Linked DNA regions of Mus musculus: all the other regions are linked to region 1. The links are chromatin contacts, called in public Hi-C, HiChIP or PLAC-seq and promoter capture Hi-C maps. All regions are on one chromosome and are shown on one strand. The core of a region is the stretch at or near the end of the contact, and the rest is flanking DNA. Distances in the headings are between cores, read along the strand shown.

Region 1 (3,214 bases), core at 289-2,788:
GTATACAAAAATATAACCCAGCAAGTGGGAGGTGAAGGTGAAGGAGTTCAAGGTTATCCACTGGGTAGAAAGGGATTTTGAATGCCGGTGCCTGGCAAACACAGAAGTGGATGCTCACAGTCAGCTATTGGATGGAACACAGGGCCCCCAAAGGAAGAGCTAGAGAAAGTACCCAAGGAGCTAAAGGGGTCTGCAACCCTATAGGTAGAACAACAATATGAACTAACCAGTACCCCCGGAGCTTGTGTCTCTAGCTGCATATGTAGCATAAGATGGCCTAGTCGGCTCGGCCATCATTGGGAAGAGAGGCCCCTTGGTCTTGCAAACTTTATATGCCTCAGTACAGGGGAACGCCAGGGCCAAGAAGTGGGAGTGGGTGGGTAGGGGAGTGGGGGGGGATATGGGGGACTTTTGGGATAGCATTTGAAATGTAAATGAAGAAAATACCTAATTAAAAAATAAAATTAAAAAAAAAAGGAATTTTGAGGCCAGCCTGGGCCACTTGAGATCTTGTTTCAAAACCAAAACCAAAAGGGTGCTGGAGAAATTATTCAACAGTTTAGAGCAATTGTGCTTGTAGAGGACCAGGGTGTGGTTCCCAGGAGCCACATGGGGTGGCTCATAATCACAGCAACCTCCAGCTCCAGGGGAGTAGACGCCCTCTTCTGGCACTGGAGGGCATTTGAACTTACACACAATTTTACTCTTTCTTTATTGTTTCTTTAATGCTTATTTTATCATTATTATTTTTTGAGACAGGGTTTCTCTGTGTAGCCCTGGCTGTTCTATAATCGCTTTGTAGACCAGGCTGGACTCGAATTCACTTAGATTTACCTGCTTCTGCGTCCTGAGTGCTGAAACTAAAGATATGCACTATCACACCTGGCTAGTTTTAATTCAGAAATGATTGCTTGCATATATGTTTGTGTACCCCATATGCCTAATGCCTGTGGAGATCAAAAGAGGTCTTATAGTCAGATCCCCTGGAACTGGAGTTAGAGGTGGCTGTGAGCTGTTTAATCTGAGTGCTGGGAACCAAACCCAGTCCTTTGCAAGAGTAGCAAATGCTCTCAACAGCTGAACATTCTCTCCAGCTCCATATATATATATATAATCTTTCTTAAGTGTATTAAACTTGTGTGTAGTTGTTTTACTTATGAGTTTCTGCATCAGTTATACGTCTAGTGTTTGAGGATGCCTAAAGAGGGCACCGTATACCCTGGGACAGATGGGTGTGAGTCCTCACATACAGGGGTGCTTGGAATCGAACCCAGGAGCTCTGGGGGAATCAGCCAGTGCTCTTAAGCGATGACCCCTGAAATACATCTCAAAGATGACAACGATAAACCACAGAGCAAAACAAAAAACCACCAGTTGAAAATAAATCCGTCCCATTCGCCTTTTTTTTTTTTTTTTTTTTTAAGCACCCTTTTCTACACTCCCACGCTAACCTTTCGGGTTCAGAGATGCAACGTCATCACGCCGGGACGTAGCTGCTTCGGGAGTGCGCTTCGGACGCGTATCTGACGTCACCTCGCAGAACCTAGCAACAGCGCAGGCTCGGGGGCCGAGTCCGTTATGGCCGCCTCCGCCCTGGGCAGAATGTGCGGGGCTGCACGAGAGAAGCTGTCTCCCGGGCCGGGCGCCCGGGGCCTCGGGGCTCTGGCGCGATCTCTGGTGCTGGCGTTGCTGCTCGTGCCCGTCCTGTGCTCTGGTAATGAACGCAGGGAGACGGCGAGGGACCGGGTCGGGCCCGACGGGGACGGAGCGCCGCCGACTCACGGTGGTTCCCACCGGCCGAGTTCCCGCGCCCAGGGCTGGGCCCGAGTTGGGAAGCGCTCCCAGTGCGGTCTCCCCAGGCCTGAGAAGTGGGGTTGTGAGATTCAGAGACCCGAGTAGGTGGGCGGGGACGGGAAGTCCCCGTGTCGTGGACGGAGTCTCTGAGAATACACTCCCTGGAGGAAGGGCGCTCGGTGTGGAGGGGGGAGGTCCCCAAAATGGGGAGTACAGAGATCTCGCAGACTGGATAGGAAACAGGCCGAAGAGATAGTCGGAGTTGGGGAGAGTGATGTTAAGAGAGATGCTTGAGGTTAGAGGGACAAGCAAGGCTAGGCAAGTTTTTGTTTTGTTTTCCCCTTCGAAATGGTGAGGTCAGAGATAAAGATAGGGACAGCGACCCAGTGTTGGGACTGAATTGATTGACTGTTCCAGAGTGGAAGAGGGGAGGAGCTGTTTGTGGATTCCATCTCTGAGGTCTGAGAAGTTCTGGGGCTTTTGGTGTAGAGGCAGAGTCCGGGGACGCTGACCGGCTGAGGGCCTTGGAGGAGGAGTAGAGTTTAGAAACAAAGGGAGAGAGCGTGTCTGCGGCAGATGCCCTTCCTTGAGCTGAGGTTTTACCGAACGCCCTCTCGCCTCATTTGAGAAAAACTTTCTTTTCTTGCAGATGCTATAGCATAAATCAGGATATTAAAGCCGTTCTTGAAAGTGAAATCTGTAAACCGAGGCAGAGATTTAGCAGGAGAAACTGAGCATTGTTGAGTAGTCATATTTTTCTTTCTGTCCAGCGTGCAATCATTTTCTCCCCAAGTCTTTATTGATTTTTTTTTTCAGATGAAAACTTAATGTGAACTGGGGCTGACTTCCTTCTTTGCCCAGGGAGACTCTCCAGCCAATCACCCGTCCCTTTATTACAGTGCTGGGTTGCATACATAGTTTCCTTCCTCAGCAGCACTGAAAGCAGGCAGCTGACTGCCCTAACTGGAGGGTTTTGGAGTCTGTGGGAGGAAAGACTAGGTTTTCCAAGGCTCTTATATCTTGGGTAGAATGTAATGAGGATTTCCCTGGTGGATGCAGACATAATTTTGATCTTTAATCATCTAGAGCAACAGTCTGTAACTGCATCTTTAGGAGTAATCTGACACCTGTGGCTTCTTTGGGTACTGCACCTAAGTTTGTGTCTCACACACACACACACACACACACACACACACATTCTCTCTCTTTCTCTCTAAATGTTACCTTTATTTATTTATTTGAGACACGGTTTCTCTGTGTAGCCCTGCCTGTCTTGGAACTCACTCTGTAGACAAGGCTGGCCTGGAACTCAGAAATCCACCTGCCTCCGCCTCCCAAGTGCTGAGATTAAAGGCGTGCGCCACCACTGCCCGGCTGAATGTTACCTTTAAACTAGAGGTAGTACCAGTTAGGCAAGGGG
Region 2 (3,013 bases), core at 310-2,809, 950 kb after region 1:
TTTGTTAAATTACTTAAGTTGGCTTCAAACTTGCTATACAGTTTAGGAATATTTGCTGAATTTGCAATCCTCCTTCCCCAAGCTGCAGAGTAGCTGAGATTACATCCATGTGTCTCCATCCTCAGTTTGGGCCCCTGTTGTAGCATTCAAGTGGCTGTCTATATGTGAGTGTGATGTGTGAATGTACCTGTTAAGGAAAGATATATATGTGTGCTACAGGGATAGAATTTAGGTCACCAAGATTGTGGGCAAGTGCCTTTAAGCCACTGAACTATCTCACCACCACCAGTATTTTTCATAAGGAAGTAGAAAAGATGGCCAGGCACACTGATACACTTCTTTAATCCCAGCACTTAGGAAGCAGAGGTAGAGGCAGGCAGATCTCTGAGCACCAAGCCTGCCTGTTTTACAAAGTGAGATCCAGGGCAACCAGGGCTACACAGAGGAAACCCTATGTAAAACTTAAGATTTATTTAGTGTTTTTCTTTTTGAGACAGGCTCTCACTATATATCCTTGACCTGCCCAGTGTTGGATATGTATATCAGCCTCACAGAAATCTTCCTCCCTCTGCCTCCAGAGTGGTGGGATTAAAGGTGTGCGCCAGACCATACCTCGATAGTGGTTTTGAGACATGGCTTAGAACTCGTGTGTAGTTGAGTGGATTTCCAAACTGTGAAATTACAAACTACAAATAACGAGTGAAGTGTTTCAAGATGTTAGAGGTGGAGAATCTGCATGAGGTACCATCAAATAAAGAAAGCAGATAAGAGACATGGGACACCAATGACAGGATTGTATGTTTTTCAGATGTAGAGGAAGAGGACACTTTTCTTGCGCTACTATTACTGGATTCTAGGAAACCTTAAAACTTTGTCTAATTACTGATTCCAATTAAATTATGGCTTGTCTGGACTAGCAGGATGTTAAGAGCGATGGTGTTTGTGTGTGTGTGTGTGTGTCGCCGTGTGTTGTTTTGACAGGGTTTTCTTAGTAGCTCAGATTGGCCTTGAATCCACTAAGTAGCCCACAGAGGCTGATATTTATTTATTTACTTATTTATTTATTTATTTATTTATTTTTTTAAGACGATGCAGGGCCGGCTTATCCTCCCACAGTAAGTCACACGCAGCAGTGGACGACGTCGCTGCGGACCTCCACGTCATCCTTCCCTCTCTACTCCTGCGGTGCGCTGCGGGACACGGGCGGCAGGGCCTGGGCCTTCACCTGCACCCCAAAACCGGTCGGCCGGGCTGCGCCCCGCCCCGCGGCGCCTCCCTAGCGGGCTGCGCAGGAGGGCGTGTGCCCCGGGCCGGGTTCTGTCCCCGGGTCTGACGCTGGTGCGGCCCCGCGGAACCTGCTGCGACCCGCGCTTCGCATCCCCGCTCCCCAGCCCCGGGCCCAGGCGCCCCCGCACGTCAGCCCGCGCGTCAGCCCCGCCGACGCCGCCTCCAGAGCAGCAGCAGGGCCGCAGCCCCCGCGCTGCCTGCGGGAGGGGCGCGGCCTGGTCACGTGACGCTCGCAGCAGCCCGGCCCTGGTCACATGGGCCGCGGCCACTGCGTCAGTCCCAGTCCCGGCTGCGGGAGTCGAGTCGTCGCCGCCGCCGCCGCCACCGCCGCCCCCAGCGGACGGGGCGGGGATCTTGGTGCCAGGGCCCCGTCAGCCCGCCCCCGCCTCAGTCACCCGTCCGGGGCTCGGCCGGGCCGTCATGGAGCGGGGCGGAACCCTGGCGTCCGCGGTGTGAGGTGCGCCGCCTCGGCTCCCCGTGGCCTCCGGATCGGCCGCTGCCCCTCGCCCCAGGCAGCCGGTCGCCGCCTCCTGGGCGGGCCCGAATGCGCGTCCGGTGAAGGTGCAGGCCGGGCGCCGCCGCCGCCGCAGCCGCGGTCGGGAAATGGTTCGGGCCTAGCGGAGCGGGGACTGGAGGTGAGAAGCCGCCTGACTGCCTGCCTGACTGACTGACTGACGTCTGAGGCGCGGCCGCGCCGCGGGGAAGGCGAGGCTCCGGCCGCTGACGCTGGCGGAGACCCGCGGGGCGGGGGGCCCCTGGATCCGGCTTCGCCCTACGTTTTCTCGTCCCACTTTCTCTCCGAAATCAATTTCAAACAAGAAAAATCATTTTTTTTTTCTTTAAAGGCCAAGCCGTTCCCATCCGACATTCCAGACGCCCATCATCTGGCCGTTTCTTCTTTTTTTCCTCCCCCCCCCCCCCCGTTGTCCCTTCCTCCATTCCTCCCTTTGATTCGGTCGGCGGATTTATCCTTTGAAAAATTTTTCCTTCGTCTGACTCAAGTCATTCCTAGTTAAAGAGAAAATAGGCCCAGATTCTGGCTATCATTTCTCAACTAGTTCTCGCCTTCCTTCTCGCGATCCTGCGCACCTCCCCCCACCCCCACTCTCCCACCTCCCCTCCACCGAAAGAAAAAAAAAAGGGGGGGAGGCTGGGGGGGTGTTAATTTCCGTCCTTGATGGTCGATGGGGTTTGAGTGGAAAAATGGGAACCTGGGTTGGAATAGGAGAAACCCTCCTTCCCGCTCGGAACCGGCCTGGTACCTGGCGATCGCCATGGCCGGGCTTTGGGTATTGATGTTTAGGCCTCCCCAGCTGCCTGTGCGCAGGGTTAATCTCGTAATTGACGTCAGTGCTTTGTTCCTTCCACTTTGCTGTTGCTTCCCACTCTCTGAGAACGGATCATGGGGTACAGGAGCCCAGGGTGTTTGTGGGGTCTCCTTATTAGGCTTTTCATTCACAGATGACACCTTTATGGGGAGTCGAGAGCCCTGATCTGAAAATGGTTGTGAGTGAAGTTCGAACCAAGAGTTCGATTCAGGGTTCTCCGAGTTTCGTCAGTTGCAAGTCAGAATTCTGGTTTTTCTTCCCCGCTGAGGTTTTAAACTGAAGCTAGCCTCCTTTCCAGTGCCGGAATCTAAGCCCTAGGTGCCCGTGAATAGGCTGTTTGTGTGACATTTAAAATGTGTGCTTTTTGTGGAGCCGAGGTGGTGGTGGGGGGAGGTTCA
Region 3 (3,015 bases), core at 2-2,501, 740 kb after region 1:
TGCTGGGCATCCGGAGGCAGGGGGTTGGATGCTGCCTCACTGTCTGCACAAAGCAAGCATACAAACCCACTCTGGGCCACAGTCTTCTGGTTCTCTAAGCACTCCAGGCTGAGTGAGGGATGCCCCGAACCCAGACTGTGTGTCACTGCCTGAATAGTGTCATGTGTCCTTTACCCCATGACTCCTTCATTCTCCCTGTCACCCAAAGTGTCATGGCACCTGCCCAATGAGGGGACAGAACAGGGACAGGGCATCCCTAAAGCTGCAGATGGTACCAGATCAGCAGAATCACTGAGTGTTGGTGTATTTTTCCTGTGGACTCCCAGCTGCTCCTGCCTTGTGGTAACTAACAGGTACCGGACTGGTCTCTTCGCAGCAACTGTATCCCTCCTCAGTACTGCATAAGGTGGGCAGGGTTAAACACTCAAAGGAGCTTCCTGGGGGCCTGTAGCCAGTCTGCCACCCAGTGGCACTCTTTGGGTTTAGTAACAGGACATAATACTTAGTGTCTGGCATTGCCATGCCCTGGGGCTGCCTCTGGCTGCCCCCTTCCCAACCTGCTTAAGGTCCTGAGGTCCGCCATCTGCATCCACTTGGCTGTGAGGTCAGGTATGAGGCTCTGACTTATTAGCTACTTCCCTCTGGCCCCAATGAGGACATTCCCGGGAGGAAAAAAAAAGTCTACGTGTGTGTGTGTGTGTGTGTGTGTGTGTGTGTGTGTGTGTGTATCTAAGGACCAAACCCAGGACCTTGTGCATGCTTAGCAAGTACTGTACCACTGAACTATACTCCCTGTCTCTCTTAGATTCTTCTCTTTAAAAAAGAAAAAAGTGAGGAGAGGGGTGATATGGGATAGCAAGGTGCCTCAGTGGGTAAAGACGGGCTTGCTGCCAAGCATGGTGAATCATTGCAACCACGTGCTAGGCAGAGATAACCAAGACTCTCAAGTTAACCTCTGCCCTTCACACCTGCACTCACCTATGTGCACACCAACACACACGCTGTGGTACACACACCCGTATCCACGCATATGCCTGTGTTACAGTATACAGGCCTGCATGCACACAGTACACACACCCGCATACACATATACTTGCTGTGAAATAAATAAATGTCTTTTAAAGATTTTAAAGACTTATCACACGCTCAGTATATTTCAAATAACGTAAAAGATCCAGTCTTTATTCAGTTGTTAGGTTTGAGGTTTCTGTGGGTTTGGCTTTTTTTTTTTCCTTCTTCTTTTCTTTTATTTTAACTGAAGCTCACTATTTGGGGCTTTCAACTGTTGGCAGGCAGAGTACAGTGATAAAAGCAGTGACACAAAGCCCACTAGAAGCAAGTGTCTGTGCCATTGTTTGAAGGGTCTGTTAAAAGGTTCCCGTTCCCCCATGGCTAAACTGTGTAAAACTGAGAACAAATATTTCTAATGAGGCATGTGCTTGGTCTCTCCAAATGTTTCTTTGGAAGTGAGTTATTTAAAAAAGAAAAGAGACCAAAAAGAAAATGATTTAGGAACTCATGACTCATTTCATTTTTATTGTCTTCGTATGAAGCAGTCGTGAATGCACTGTGGCGTGATGCGAGGCGTTTGATTAGCATGGAGAGCTGTTTGCCACACGGCAGACAGTAGCTGTCATTCTGCATTAAGATCATCTCATTAAACTCCTGGGTACATTTTGTTTTAAACTCTTGGAAAACACAGTGCTTGAAGGCGGGGCCAGTTCTTTCCAGCTTGGGTCACAGACCCTGGTGGTATCTAAACCTCCTGCCTTTTTTGATCTTTGGGTAGATTCACACTATTGGTGTGTTGTCCAGATTGATCCATGGGCTGGGGATGTGGGTTGGTGGATGGACTGTTTGTCTTGTTATGCACTGTTTGTGCATAACAAAGTGGGTTCAAAGTGGGTTCCATCCCCAGCACTGCGTAAACAGGGTGTGGTAACCGTAGCTCATAGGCAGTAGAGGCAGGAAGATAAGAAGTTGAAAGTCTTCTGTTTGCAAGTCAGAAGCCAGCCTGTGCCATGTGAGACCTTGTATTAAAAAGAGAAGAAAAGGGGCAGTCATGGAGGCCAGGTTTCAGGTCTGTGGTGTGCCAACTTGTGGACATGTGGGTCGACTGTCCCAAGTGCCTCCTCTGGCATTGGATCCCTGGGTACAGTCCTCCAGTTCACCTGTTCCTCTCTCTCAGTACTGCCTTCAGTACCTGACTAGACCCTCCATGCAGAGCCCACAGACTCACTGCCCAGCCAGTGGAGGAGGCTGACCAGTGTCCCCCTTGGTCACTGCAAGTTGGAGCCAAAGGATGCTCTCCAGAGCCTGCAGCCCCAGGACCACACCAGAACAGCTGCCTGCCTTGCCCTGTGCCCCACCCAGAGTACCTTCAGTGTTGTCTCTTTATTACTTTGTGTTGACTTTGTCCACTGCCCATGCTGCAGCCCTCATCCAGATACACAGCCTCATATCTGCTCAAGTCTGTAAGGGAACTTTCTGGGAGAAGCACATGTTCAGCTTGGAGAGGGTTTGTTTGTTGTAAATTAGGCTATCCTATAGCTCAGGTAGCTAAGGTTACCCTTGAACATCTGATCTTCCTGCCTCCTTCCACCTCCTGATTACTGGGATGACCAGCGTATACCACTACCCTTGCAAAAATGGAAGGGGTCAAATCCAGGGCTTCATGCATGCTAGGCGAGCATTCGCCAACTTAGTGAGACCCTCCCCCTGACATTTTCAGTTTGCAAAGATATTATTACTAACTCTTTTTCCAAATGGGTTGTACTGGTTTATAGCCCCTTCCAACAGTGTGTACAAGTTTTTAGTACCAGGTCAAGGGGGGGACTATCCTGATCAAAAATCTCTTAGTCCCTACCAAAAAAAAAAATGTAATTAAAAAAAAAGTCATCTTGGAATGGTCTAATGACATTAGTTGGCTATCGTGGAACAGGTTGGAATCAGGGGTTATTACCCCATTAAGCCTTCTCAGCCTGGGGACTTGTGACCCAAGTGCACTTGGAGGAG
Region 4 (3,076 bases), core at 416-2,915, 900 kb after region 1:
GTGCCTGCACACCTGTACACTTGGGAGATGAAGGGAGGAGGATTAAGAGTCATTCCCAGACACAAAGTTATTTCAAAACAGTCTGGGAGACAGGAAACTGGCCTCAGAAGGTTGGTTAAAAACAAGATAAAAACAATGATCTGGGACTGTGAACCCAAAAACAACAGAGCTTCTTCCAAAGTTTACCTAAAGGAATTCAGTAGATTAACATCTTTTTTAAGACAAAGCTTTCTTTTCTGCGTAGCCCTGCCTATCCTGAAATGGTCTCTATGAACCAGGCTGGCCTCGAACTCACTGCAGCCTGCCTCTGCCTCCCTGCGAGAGCTGGGATTAAAGGCCTGTGCCACCAGCGCCAGATAAATAAAATTTTAACGCACCTGTAATACCAGATTCTAGCAGACAGAAGCAGAATGAAAATTTTAGGTCATCCTGGGCTAAATGTGGGGGAAAAAATCCTACATATATCTAAAAAGTAGACTCCCTTTTACTCCAGCAAGCTCTGAGTGAGTCTTTTTTTTTTTTTTTTTTTTTTTTGCAGATTTGTCTATACTGGTCCCATAACTTCATGTAAGTTCTAGAAGTCAAACAGAGCCCTTGAGTCATGCATTAACAATTGTGGCAACCTTCCGGCTGGAATTCATTAGCATGAAAAACTAACGCTGTTAAGGAATAGGTGAGCAGCCTGGGTAAGGAATGACCCAACCTAACTCAATATCCAAAAACGAATGAAGGGAGTTAAAACGCTATCAAGAAAAGCATGGACTTTATTCAGGGCCTGCCGTGGGTACTCAGACTCCACATCTTCCGGGCGCCACCCCGCCCCCACTCACGTGGGACTCAGAGCGCTTCCCAGTCCCGAGGCCACAATCTTGCAAGTTAACTTTTATTAAATGCTCGCCGTGGGCCGAGTTTGAACCTCTATTGGATTCGACGAGCTCAGCAAGCCCTGGACCTCGTTTCAGACCGAACCACCCAAACCCTCCCCCCCCCCAAAAAAGGAGGTGAGAGCGGTCGGTCCATCCCACGGTCTCAGGCCCGCCTTCTCTTTCAGTTCCTGCTCCTGCCCTCCGCCGATCAGAGTACCGGCTCAAAGCCTTCGTTTGGCCCGCGCGAAAGGGCCTCGTGCCTGGCGCAGGCCCAGGATCCGAAGCAGGTGGCAGCCGCGGGCGACCCGGCACTCGGCGGGGGTCTCCTGCGGACCCTCGCCCGGAAAGCGAGGCGACCCCGCCAGCCAAGCCCCACTTACGGCGTGCAGCGGTCGCTATACTCGTTAGCGATCGTCTCGATGCCGCCGGCGCGGGCCACAGCGACATAGCAGCTCTGAAAGCCCAGGTCTATGCCCACCACCGACATGGCGCCGGCTACTGCTCCGGCTCGGGCCCAGGGCCGGCCGCCGACACTGCACACGGAACCCGGCGGGGTTGGCGCGTGGAAGAGGGCGAGCCGCGTGGGCCGGTGGAGCGCCGCGGCTGGGCGGGCGAAGCCGGACGACCGTCCGCTAGGAGGCTTGGGGCTTGGAGAAAGACGGGGGCCTCTACCGCTCGGGCCGCGGCTCCGGCTCCACGGCCGCAGAGGAGGCGCCGGTCGCGGAGGCGGAGAAGATCTCGAAGGCTCTCGTTGCAACAGGAGCAAGGTTGCAGCGCGAGAACTGCGCTGAAACGAAACGTTCTCGCGAGACCCCGGCTCAGACGCTTTTCCTCCCAAGGCTCCTCCCGTCTGACGAAGTCTGGCGTCACGTCCTGGCACAGGAACCGTGAAAGGAAGTGGGGGGACGGAAGCGGTCCGACGCGAAGTGGGCCACTGAGCCTGCGCGGAGAAGCCCCCCACAATCCTCCCTGAGCTGCAGGGCGCCTCCCATCCAGAAGTCAGGCGAGCGGGAGTGAGACAGTTCTTCGGGGAGCTGCATTGAACCCACTTCCGCCGTGCTCGTCACCGCGGAGGGACTTCCGGCAGTGACTTTGCAGGCTCTCTGCAGGGTTTTTTTTTTTTTTTTTAAGGCCCCACAGTGAACTCGAGTTAATCCTGCTAAGGGCGCTAAGGGTTTCAGCTCGGCTCTACGTAAAACTCAGTATTAAAACCAAGCGCTAACTAAAAGAATCCGAAGCCACGCTTCCACCTACTTTTAACCACTCACTTCCCGTGATCAGACGAGGGACCTTTCAGTCCTAGGTGTTTTCCCTGAGCTGGACACAAGGGTCCAAATCACATGCTCCGTGGAGTGGGAGGTCTAAGACCAGTGTCACGTTTATGTGAATGCTAACACATTATTATATAGAGTAGGTGGGGAGGGGACAGAATGTCCTGCAGGACAGTCCTCAAGGATGACCTTGAAATTCGGAAGCTCTTTTCTCCTTAGTGCTGGGACCCACTTACAGCCATGCCCCCACCCTGCGTTAAACTAAAGAATCTGAAACTATAGTGACCACTACGTTAGCCAGTTGCGGAAAGCTGGAGGGGAACCAGCTTCAACGCGTTTCTGATTATTACCAACCCAGAGTGCAGGAGGAAGATCCTAAGTTTCCCGGTTTCTGGCTGTTTTGTGGCTGAGGATATAGAGTACAGTGCTAGAACACTTGCAGGCTCAGGGCCTTGGACTGGATCCCCAACACCACAAAACTGAAAGGATTTTTAAATTTCACTTATTTGTCACCTCTTGTTCATAGGTGCCTAACGGTGTCCAACACAGTAAACCGTGCGGGAGAGATGGCTCCACAGTTAATACGTGCTGTGAAACCATACAGACTGGGGTTTGAATCCCAATCTCGATCTGTCATCGAGAACCTAGCAGGACAAAGACAAGAGGTTAACTGGAGGGGCTCCCTGACTAGCAGCCTAGTCCAAAAACTAGAGCTCCAGTTTCAGAGAGAGACCCTGCCTCCAAAAACTACATCAGAGAGCAACAGGGGATATCTGTTCTCCCTCAAGCCTCTGTGCAGCACATGGCCGCCCTCACAGAACATGGCCGCCCTCACAGCACTTCTACACGTGGATGCACGCGCGCACACACACTCTGGATTATCACCATCAGGAGAGAGCAAAGAGTTTCTAGTCAAAGGTAATAAGTGAGGGTTAATAG
Region 5 (3,189 bases), core at 172-2,671, 860 kb before region 1:
CAATAAAAAATTTTAATGAGGAATCAGATCTTCATGGGGCATGAGGCAGGTCCCACTGGAATCAGAAACCCTCACGCAGGCATCTCCCAGGACCGAGCACCACCCACAGGCCCCGTCTGGTTAAACTCACAGTACCCAGGGAGGCAGGACCTGCAAAGCCTCCAACATCAGTCAGGCATCGACAGCTGAGGTCCCAAAGGACAGAGTAAGCTGGGGGCTGAAATGTGGTCTTTGAGACAGGGCTCCAGCCTGGGACCAATTTCCAAGTGAATAACTCAATTGGACTGTTTGGAATTAATCAGGCGAACAAAAAAAAAAAAAAAAAAAAAAAAAAGCCATGACCACCACACACTCAGACGCTTCCTTACACTCTTCCAGTTCAAAAACAGCTTTGATTGTAAAAATGTAATTAGTTAAATGATTCATCTGTAATACCCCCCAAATTCATATGCTTTCTTAAATTCTAACATCCCCTGGCTCACTCCCATCTGACCCCTGCGGGGCAGCTCCCAGCCCCCAAGATGCTGGGCAGAGGGAGGAGGGGTGAACACCCACTTCCTGAGTCCCCCATAATAGTCCCCAGATTGGAACCTCAAAGACAGAGCCAGCTGGGCTTGCAGAAGAGGTCCTCCATACGGGCTTCCTTCCCAGCCTTCCCCCAGGCAGAACAAAACAGGTACTTCTTCAGTCCTGCCATGGTCGGGGTGAGGCTCTCCATTCCTCAGTTTCCCATCATGTCACGTGTGAGGCAGCCAAGGAAAGAGAGATGACCACAGGCAGTCATGGGGCCTGCGCTTTGGGTCCGCTGCTCAGGTTCCAGGGCCGCACACCCTCTCCTGTTTCTGCACCTTCCTGGTACAGGGGCCTCCTGCCCACAGGTCACTCTGGAAGAGGAAACAGTACCACAAGAGGCCAGCAGAGGAGAATGGGCCGGCTGCTTACTGGTTGCCAGCAACCAGCCATGGAGTGGTACCTGCAGACTGGCTGCTGCCTGGCACCTCTCTTCATTTCACCACACACAGCCTACTGCGTGGAGGAGCCTGTTCACAGAACTGGGCCAAGTCATAAAAAGACTGGGGAGAAGACAGTATGTGAGTAGGAAGCTGTTCCTGCCGCCTCCCATGACTTGAGAAAGAATGAGTTTGGGGTCCCCATAGACTGTGCGATCTCAGGCATATCTCACTCCTCATAGATATTATGTTCTTTGCATCCCTGGTAGCAATTAGGAGATCCAAGTGGATGGTTCCTGGGAGCTCCAGGACTGGGCACTCATACCGGGTTCAGTGAATGACAGTTCCTGTCGCTTAATGATCATTCAGTCCAGCAGGGGGAGCCCTTGAGGCTAGCAAGCTTTGCCTGGGTGAGCATACTAAGTACAGAGCCTCTAGCGCTGTGACACCAGGGCAGGAGTTGGCTTTCACTAGCAGATAACAAATCAAGGGCGCCCCCTAGTGCTCACCGGCGTTCAGACACCGGGGCTGGTGGGAAATTGGACCTTTCGTTCATGGAATCACTGTCATGTGTAAACATTGTTCAACAAACGTTTATTCTCAGCTCCGGGCAGTTTGGCATTTTACAGATAGTAGCAAGAAATCCATCCTAGAAGCCTACGACTGATCCAGAGAAAGATCCACAAGTCACCTAAGCTCCAGCTTCACATTAGGCTGTGGTCAGTGTCAAGAGGGTTTAGTAGCTGTGAGCACCTACCTACCTGCAAACCCACATCAGGCGGGGACAGGGCTGCAGCCTCAGGAAAGGGAGGTGTGATATAAGAACAAAAACTGAAGTAGGGGGCTGGGAATATAGCTGACTTTGTAGTCTGTGTGCCTAATATAAATAAGGCCTTGGGTTCTATGGGGATCCTCCCCCTTTTTTTTTTTTTGTAAAGATTTACGTATTTATTTAATGAATGTGAGTACAGTGCAACTGTACAGATGGTTGTGAGCCTTCATGTGGTTGTTGGGAATTGAATTTTTAGGACCTCTGTTCCCTCTGGTCAACCCCGCTCATTCTCGTTGGCCCGGCTGACTTAGTCCCTGCTTGCTCTAGCCCAAAGATTTATTTATTATTATACATAAGTACACTGTAGCTGTCTTCAGATGCACCAGATGAAGGCGTCAGGTTTCATTACAGGTAGTTGTGAGCCACCATGTGGTTGCTGGGATTTGAACTCAGGACCTTCGGAAGAGCAGTCAGTGCTCTTACCCGCTGAGCCATCTTGCCAGCCCTATGGGAATAATTCCTACGCCACATTAAAAAAAAAAAAAAAAAAAAAACAGTCATGAAAGCCAGGCTGTGGTGGTGTGCGCCTTTAATTCCAATACTTGGGAGACAGATCTCTGAGTTCAAGGCCAGCCTGGTCTACAGAGCAAGTTCCAGGACTGCTAGGGCTACACAGAGAACCCTGTCTCAAAAGAACACAAGCAAACAAACAAAAAACAGGCATTATGGTACTCACCTAAGCTATGTGAAACCCTTCCTCAACACAGAACAGCGACGAGCAAACACCTTTCATCTCAGCAGTAAACAGGCAGATCACTGAGTTTGAAGCCGGCCTGATCTACAGAGTGATCAGTGAGACCCTGTCTCAAAGAAAAAGAAAAGCCAAAAACCAAGCATAAGCCAGGTGGGTGCTGACAAAAGTGAGGTTCAGAAGTCCCCACCCCCAGACAGAGTCAGGCTGATAAGGAGCACTCGGTTGAGGCAGCCAGCCTCACTAAGGAGTCAACTGTGCCCTTCCTCTGATGTCTGAGTCCCAGGAGAGCCATCCTGCCCATTCCACTTCCCTATCCCAAAGGACACAAGCATCCAAGAAGAAATGGACAGCTTGTTCTTGAGGTCTAAGGGCAGGGGCGTAGCCAGCCTGTCATCCCATTCCTTGTCTGTCTGTTCAGAAAATCAGGGATGGACACGATCGATAGAGGAGGCTGGTCTGGGAGGGAGGCGAGTTGTGCTCAGGAGTACAGACCAGAGAGACCGTTCAGCTCCTGAAATGTGAGCTCACATGTACCACCTAATAAAGAAAAATATCATAATGTAAAAATTATGTACCATAAGAATATAACAATTATATTTGTAGATGATTAATATTGTTAATTTATATTTTATTTTAAGTTAGAATTTAATTCCTTTATATATTTTGATATTAATTATGTAATTAGTATACATAAGAATTATAGTTTTATATAA
Region 6 (2,959 bases), core at 456-2,955, 860 kb after region 1:
TTTGACATCAGTCATTGCTTTACTCCCACCCTCACAGTCCCCACAGCCCCACGCAGGGGCACTGCTGACCATGCCACCCGATGCCGTAGAACAGCTATGGCCAGGCCCACCCCAACCTCTCCAAAAAGCATAGCCCAAGGCATGACCTGAGGCTGGGTGTGGCAATACATACCTTTAATCCCACCCTGGGGAGGCAGCAGCAAGCAGATCTGAATCTGAGGCCAGCATGGTCCATAAAGGTGAGTTTCAACCAACCAGCGTCTGACTTCTCCCTACATAGGACCCATGCCATGGCAGTAAAGGGCTCACTACTTCAACCCTATTGCCTCACCACAGGGCATGTCCCCAACTAGCCAGGCATCAGTTCCTAGCAGATTCTGGCCCTACTCAGTCCTGGCACTTATGTTAATACTCTGTGCCATCTACCTTCTACCATCAAATCTAAAGGCCAGCCTCGCAGAAGATTACTATACCAAGAACACTGGATTGCTATTCTCAGGGGCAGAGGGCTCCAAAATAAGCACACAGGCAAGCAGCTAAGGCAGGATGATGGACTGCATTCAGGCCAGCTTATTCTGTTGACAGTCTCCCCCAGCCTGCCCCTACCCACCCACCCACATATATAACTACTCAAGTAAGTCCCCTACACACACACACACACACACACACACACACACACACAAACAGCCCACTTAAGAAAATTAAGAAAACCATTCAAGTTAAGACAGGTTTCTTTTATTAGTTTTTCCTAAACTTTGTCTCATGTTAACTGTTTTTCTTAGTGTAAGAATGTGACCTAGAGTTTTTAACAAACCAGTTTGGATAATGCAACCCGGATAAACACTTGTTTGCACACAAGTCATCAGTTGCCATCTGGCCAGCCTCCACATACATCCAATCGGTCTACAGACATAGCAGAAGCAGACCATCTGATTTCTAGCTTTTAATCTTAAACTTCAAATTCACCCCCATCCCAGCACCCAAACCCTCCCACCCCCACCCCCACACACAAATGTTTATGAGTTCTTCATTAAGGACAGTCAGTTGCATAAGAGCTGGCTTAATCCTGCAGCCTGCATTTGAAAAAGCTCTTGGCCTCAGAGCAAGGCCAGTGGGAACTCTTACAGCACTCAAGGAAGCAGAGCATACATTTGGCCTGGGGTTCCAGGCCTGTACTGAGCGGGAGTCCAGCTGCTCACATAAGCATGCATTCCTTCCTTTCCAACTGCCTCTAGAGCACTTGAGAGCTATAGCACTTCCTGTGTGGACAGACAGATGCATAGTGATTCTAACTATGCATGGTTGAACCCTATTTCCAACAAGCAAAAATAAACAGAGGCTCTGTTACAGAGATCAGCGATTACAAAGACCCAGAACATAACCGACACTTGTAACTAAGGCAGGTAACCAGCTCTGACCTCTACTGCAGGCATCCACCCTTGTTTGCAGAACATCTCTTTCCTGTAGACTGGCCCCAGGAGTATGTGGTGCCCTGACACTGGCTTCAGTCGGCAATGAGGTGTTCTTGTGACCTTGGGCACCTTGTCTTTTATACCAATTTCAGACTTGTCCAGGGCAACGCAGTGCAATAGCTTTACAATCTGTCAGCTGTTTTAACATACAGATTGGCAGATTCAAGACACATTAACACAAAAGATACCAAACAAAGAGCCTCGAACTCTCATCCTGTCCCATTCAAACTTCTAATTTACATACATCTACCACCACTCGAGCGGGTCAGGGTACAAATCTTTCCACCATACTAAGGATGGACTGCTCAGATTTACCATGCCTACACCCAACTGTGTTATTTACAACCCAACCTTAAGGTTAAACTACACTTTGATGCTTCAGTATTAGTGAATGTACTTTTAGGAAGTACAGGAAAGCAGAGTCCCTTGACACACTAAAGCTCGCTCTAAGTGAAGAGGGCACATAGCATTTATACTGCTTAAGGATGGAGGAGGAAGACTGGGCTGGGGATAGAGGGATGAGAGCAGGCTCTGCTGCGCTCTGCACTCTCCTAGTGTTAATCCATGCTTGGCCATCCTGACCCTCAGAAATGGAGAAAGCACCAGCCCCACAACCCCACAGGCAGAGAATGCTGGTGGTGATCTCCACCTAGACCTTCCAAGGCGTAATACGAACTTCTGTCATGTATAAGGAAAAGCCTGCCTGGTGGCTGTCGCGGCTTTTGTTAGAGCTCAGTTTCCCCAAACACACTTCACCTTGTAGAAGCATGATTAAAACAAGGATGGAGGCGAGAGCTCAGATAGACTAGCTGGGCTCTTAAACAGGACCGTAATGAAGAGAGAACAGTGCACTTCATCTCTGGATCTAACTATTTAGAAGTCAAAATGCTCTGTATATTACCTATATACCCCACCCCCGAGGTCCCCTAAAAACTGACTAAGAAATCTCCAGTATTTGCTTGCTCTAGTTGATATTCAGAACAAAGTTGACAACTTAAAGCTTTATAATAGTCTGTTTTAATATAAACAAGTGTTGGAATCAATCAATGTCCATCTCAGGAAGCTTCTTGTCGCCATCAGAAGGCACAGCTGTGTCTGCACCGTGCTCAGCAGCCTGGGAGCCTGGGTTGTCTCCTTGGCCATCCACTGGTCCATTCTGCTCAGCATGTTTTGGTTCCTCCTTTGGGGGTTCCACTTTGGGTTTGGGTTTTGAAATTATAGGACTGCAAATACTTGTCAGCTCCTAGAATGGTAAAGAAAACTATAGTTTCTTATAAATGAAACAAATTTTATATGACATGCTAAGTAAACCCCAATACCTAAGCCATAATGAAATCCCAACTGTTAATAACAAAGAGCTGCTAAGAAATGTCCAGGGCCCGGCATGGTGGCACACGCCTTTAATTCAGGCAGAGGCAGAGAGACAGAGGCAGATGGATTTCTGAGTTCAAGGCCAGCCTGGTCTACAGAGTGAGTTCTAGGAGAGC
Region 7 (3,145 bases), core at 423-2,922, 760 kb before region 1:
CTGGGCTCCAGCTCAGGCCTCTTCTCACGGCTCTATCTTCCTTGTGCACCCTTCTTTTCTGCATCACAAATCTGATGTGTCGGTTCCACACACTTCCACATCCTCCTGACTGCTTCTTCAGATGTGTCTCAACTGGACTAGCAGCTAAACAAAGCCTGGAGACTGGTCTTGTCCCCTCCCTCCCTGCAGGACCTAGCCCATCACGGGGCTGAGTAGGCCTAACTGATTAAACAATACCTCCATTTCCTAGCCTTTGGCTAAGAAGGCCTGAATCAAAAGCTTCCAGTGGATAGAAAGAGATATGAAGGAAATGTTAAAACTTCACACTAGAGGGGCTGGAGAGATGGCTCGGTGTTTAAGGAGGACTTGCTGCTCTTGCAAATAGCCCAGATTCTGTTCTCAGCACCCACATGGCAGTCACAACTTCCTGTAAGTCCAGTTCTAGAGACCCTGAAGCCCTCTTCATCCACTGCATCTCGTGGTGCACAGACACACATGAAGGCAAAAGGTCCCCATACACCTAGAAATAAGAAGTTTAAAAAAAATATCTGTTGGGTGTGGTGACTCACACCTTTAATCCCAGAACTAAGGATGCAGAGGCAGGCAGATCTGTCTGACTTCAGACTGGCCTGGTCTACACAGTGAATTCCAAGACAGCCAAGGCTATGTAGAGAAATGCTGTCGTCATCGTCGTTGTCATCATCGTCATCATTATAAAAGAAAATAAATAAATCTGAGGTTGGGTATGGTGGTGCAGGACTTTAACCCACCCCACCCCCCAACACATGGGAGGCAGAAGCAGATGCATCTTTGTGAGTTCAAGGCCAGCCTGGTCTACTTAGAAAGCTCCAGGGCAGCCTAGGCTATAAGAGACCCTGTCTCAAAGACAACAAACAAACAAACAAAAGAAAAACAAAAGTTCTATCCAAACAAACTCCCTGGTGATGCTCACTCCAATGACTCTCCCCATCACTTGCCACACTCTACCACCACCAGCCTTTCTGTTCCAGGGTACATCCAGTTTATTTCTGCCTCTATCCTCTTCTCGGAACACTCTCTCACATCTTCCCATGGCTGGCTCCTTATCTAGGTCTCCACACACGTGTCATCTTTTCAAACCACAGTATCGAATGCCCTGTATTTTACACTCAAACAAATCATATCCCTACAAATACTAGAAAGTTTCACATTGTCACTTCTTCACCTAAAACTGAAAGGACAGGAAAGCCCACCATTTACCCTAGGGGCATGCCACGACCCCGACTTGACCCGCATAGTAGTGCAAAGACTGACAAACTCCTACTTATCCTCCCAGAGACCCTCCTGCAGTGCCCTGCCGGAACCCCGCCACCCACTGGCTGCTTACCTCTGACTCAGTCAGGTGCACTAGGACGGGACGTCGGAGTCCGGGCGACTCCACCAGCCCTTGGAGGGTGTGGCCGACGACTGCTCCAGGCTTTGGTCGGGGCGCCCCGCACCCCGGGACCGGGAGCCGGCAGGCTGTCACCTAGTCTTGCAGCTCAGCCCGCTTCCGGCGCCGCTGTCATCGGAACCGGAAGGCGCGGCGGTTGCCTCTCGGGTGGGTCCGGGCTCGCCCATGCGTGGTGTCGCGGAGCGTGGGGAGACAGTGTGTCTCGCCCGCGGCTTTGCAAGGAATGCCGAATGAATCGTTCGCCGGAGCCAGGCAACAGTTAGCGCCTGCGCAGTGCCGGGACGCCTGGCCTCTGCGATCCGGAGCAAACCTGGGTTTCCGCGCGTCAGAACCACCGACGGGTTGTCACGAGTTTCTACCGGAAGTATTAGCTGGCGCACCTGCCTAATCCGGGCCCCCAACCACAGTAAACTAGGTCTTAAATGTCCAGGCTGGGATAGGGGACACGGAGGCAGGACGAGCGCCGGGAGTTCCAGGCCAGTCTAGACTACAAAGCGACACTCTGGCTCAGAAAATAAACAAAGCTGGGTATTGTGGTACCCGCCTATAATCTTATAATTATAAGAAGATCAGAGATCCAGGGATACAAAGTGAGTTAGGCCAGCCTGAGCTACGACAGAGAGAGGGGGAGGACAGGGGGAGGGTTAAAGTACACGCAGGTCCCTTGGTCCACCCCCAGCACCCGAAAAATGAACATTTTAAGAGACCATTACATGTATGTGGTCCAGTGATTAAGTATTTCCTGCGATGCATTTTGAACTAGCAAATAATGTTAAAGGAAGAGTCTGAGGTAACAGGGAAAGTGCTTGCAAAACAAGTGTGAGGGGCTGAGTTGAGATCCCAGGTACTGTTAGAAAGCTGGCTCGCACCTACTGGCGCGGGCCTGTAATTGCAGGAGTGGGGTTAGCAGAGACTTAAGGATTCTTGTGTTTGCCTGCCAGCTAATGTAGCTAAAAAGCAGAGCTCTAGGATCAAGAGAATAAAGTGGAGAGTGTTGGAGCGAGACTCCCCAAATCCTTCTCTGGCCCTCACACACTTGTACAGGCAAGCACACCCACGTTCACATCACACACACACAATTTTTAAGAGTTCGGTTTTTGTTCTTACGGGCTCACCTAACCCTATGCATCCATAGCCCCCAGCCCAGCTGCTCTCTGTAAATAGCCCCTCTTTAGGGGCAAAATGAAATAGGGGTTGTATACATGCCCTAACTAAAAAGAATGAAGGAGCCGGGTGTAATGGCACACACTTTTAATTCCAGCACTGCGGAGGCAAAGGCAGGCAGATCTGAGTTTGAGACCAGGAAAAAAAAAAAAAAAAAGAAAAGAAAAGAAGAAAGAACCGGGCAGTGGTGGCACATGCCTGTAATCCTAGCACTTGGGAGGCAGAGACAGGCGGATTTTTTAGTTCGAGGCCAGCCTGGTCTACAGAGTGAATTCCAGGACAGCCAGGACTGCACAGAGAAACCCTGTCGAAAGAAAGAAAGAAAGAAAGAAAGAAAGAAAGAAAGAAAGAAAGAAAGAAAGAGAAAGAAAGAGAGAAAGAAAGAGAGAAAGAAAGAGAGAGAATCTTTTGAGAAAGGGTCTTTGATACCTACCCAGGACTGGCCTTGAACTCCTTACATCACGAAGGACCTCTTTCTACCTTCTGTGTACTGAGATTACAGGTGTGTGCACCATCACCTGGGGTCCTCCAGCAACTCATGCACTCCCC

Evidence for each region. Promoter capture Hi-C pulls out the DNA fragments that hold promoters and counts their contacts. A called contact is a pair of places that touch in the nucleus more often than the background predicts. HiChIP or PLAC-seq counts read pairs in DNA pulled down with a chosen protein or histone mark.
Region 2: a contact with region 1 is called in a promoter capture Hi-C map of second pharyngeal arch cranial neural crest, with 6 times the contacts expected there. The contact joins the promoter of Aff4 here to the promoter of 9530068E07Rik in region 1. A contact is called at or near these places in 8 of 39 promoter capture datasets (the C10 cell line, cranial neural crest, embryonic stem cells and 5 more), 5 of 484 Hi-C or Micro-C datasets (bone marrow-derived macrophages, cortical neurons, embryonic stem cells and 1 more) and 18 of 115 datasets of contacts at active chromatin or transcription factors (the NIH/3T3 cell line, VIP interneurons, bone marrow-derived macrophages and 13 more).
Region 3: an H3K27ac HiChIP or PLAC-seq map of DN3 thymocytes shows a contact between it and region 1, with 17 times the contacts expected there. The contact joins the enhancer-like site here to the promoter of 9530068E07Rik in region 1. A contact is called at or near these places in 6 of 39 promoter capture datasets (cranial neural crest, frontonasal cranial neural crest, hippocampal neurons and 3 more) and 6 of 115 datasets of contacts at active chromatin or transcription factors (DN3 thymocytes, cardiomyocytes, embryonic forebrain and 3 more).
Region 4: a contact with region 1 is called in an H3K27ac HiChIP or PLAC-seq map of bone marrow-derived dendritic cells, with 19 times the contacts expected there. The contact joins the promoter of Hspa4 here to the promoter of 9530068E07Rik in region 1. A contact is called at or near these places in 11 of 39 promoter capture datasets (the 3T3-L1 cell line, the C10 cell line, embryonic stem cells and 6 more), 6 of 484 Hi-C or Micro-C datasets (B cells, CD8 T cells, bone marrow-derived macrophages and 2 more), 35 of 115 datasets of contacts at active chromatin or transcription factors (acute myeloid leukemia, bone marrow-derived dendritic cells, bone marrow-derived macrophages and 23 more) and 4 of 9 other capture datasets (adipose tissue, embryonic stem cells, macrophages and 1 more).
Region 5: a Hi-C map of regulatory T cells shows a contact between it and region 1, with 3 times the contacts expected there. The contact joins the enhancer-like site here to the promoter of 9530068E07Rik in region 1. A contact is called at or near these places in 3 of 39 promoter capture datasets (the C10 cell line, neutrophils and pre-B cells) and 1 of 484 Hi-C or Micro-C datasets (regulatory T cells).
Region 6: a promoter capture Hi-C map of embryonic stem cells shows a contact between it and region 1, with 8 times the contacts expected there. The contact joins the enhancer-like site here to the promoter of 9530068E07Rik in region 1. A contact is called at or near these places in 23 of 39 promoter capture datasets (the 3T3-L1 cell line, 3T3-L1-derived adipocytes, the C10 cell line and 14 more), 1 of 15 datasets of contacts at CTCF or cohesin (large pre-B cells), 10 of 484 Hi-C or Micro-C datasets (the 3T3-L1 cell line, the G1E-ER4 cell line, the HPC-7 cell line and 5 more), 24 of 115 datasets of contacts at active chromatin or transcription factors (DN3 thymocytes, VIP interneurons, bone marrow-derived macrophages and 15 more) and 2 of 9 other capture datasets (embryonic stem cells and liver).
Region 7: an H3K4me3 HiChIP or PLAC-seq map of bone marrow-derived macrophages shows a contact between it and region 1, with 3 times the contacts expected there. The contact joins the promoter of Rmnd5b here to the promoter of 9530068E07Rik in region 1. A contact is called at or near these places in 4 of 39 promoter capture datasets (liver, pre-B cells and stem cell-derived epiblast-like cells) and 3 of 115 datasets of contacts at active chromatin or transcription factors (bone marrow-derived macrophages, double positive thymocytes and microglia).

The regions. Positions count from the first base shown.
Region 1 is chr11:52,394,890-52,398,103 of GRCm38.p6, forward strand. 9530068E07Rik (RIKEN cDNA 9530068E07 gene) reads left to right here and starts at 1,539. Exons shown (of 3, transcript NM_153117.2): 1 at 1,539-1,714. The coding sequence starts at 1,579.
Region 2 is chr11:53,349,208-53,352,220 of GRCm38.p6, forward strand. Aff4 (AF4/FMR2 family, member 4) reads left to right here and starts at 1,560. Exons shown (of 21, transcript NM_033565.2): 1 at 1,560-1,922.
Region 3 is chr11:53,139,415-53,142,429 of GRCm38.p6, forward strand. The region is part of intron 7 of Fstl4 (follistatin-like 4); the gene reads left to right. Among named protein-coding and RNA genes, the nearest start is that of Gm11186, 21 kb to the left of the region's middle. Within about 2 kb of position 1,252, at least 14 of the 459 cell types and tissues checked have an H3K27ac peak or open chromatin away from gene starts, as enhancers often do. A contact at or near this core is called in DN3 thymocytes, where this site is marked.
Region 4 is chr11:53,298,814-53,301,889 of GRCm38.p6, forward strand. Hspa4 (heat shock protein 4) reads right to left here and starts at 1,666. Exons shown (of 19, transcript NM_008300.3): 1 at 1,247-1,666. The coding sequence starts at 1,353.
Region 5 is chr11:51,538,435-51,541,623 of GRCm38.p6, forward strand. All of the region lies in intron 5 of Col23a1 (collagen, type XXIII, alpha 1), which reads left to right. Among named protein-coding and RNA genes, the nearest start is that of Phykpl, 45 kb to the right of the region's middle. Within about 2 kb of position 1,422, at least 38 of the 459 cell types and tissues checked have an H3K27ac peak or open chromatin away from gene starts, as enhancers often do. A contact at or near this core is called in regulatory T cells, where this site is marked.
Region 6 is chr11:53,259,101-53,262,059 of GRCm38.p6, forward strand. Hspa4 (heat shock protein 4) reads right to left here. Exons shown (of 19, transcript NM_008300.3): 19 at 714-2,715. The coding sequence ends at 2,512. Among named protein-coding and RNA genes, the nearest start is that of Hspa4, 40 kb to the right of the region's middle. Within about 2 kb of position 1,706, at least 19 of the 459 cell types and tissues checked have an H3K27ac peak or open chromatin away from gene starts, as enhancers often do. A contact at or near this core is called in embryonic stem cells, where this site is marked.
Region 7 is chr11:51,634,224-51,637,368 of GRCm38.p6, forward strand. Rmnd5b (required for meiotic nuclear division 5 homolog B) reads right to left here and starts at 1,673. Exons shown (of 10, transcript NM_025346.1): 1 at 1,367-1,673.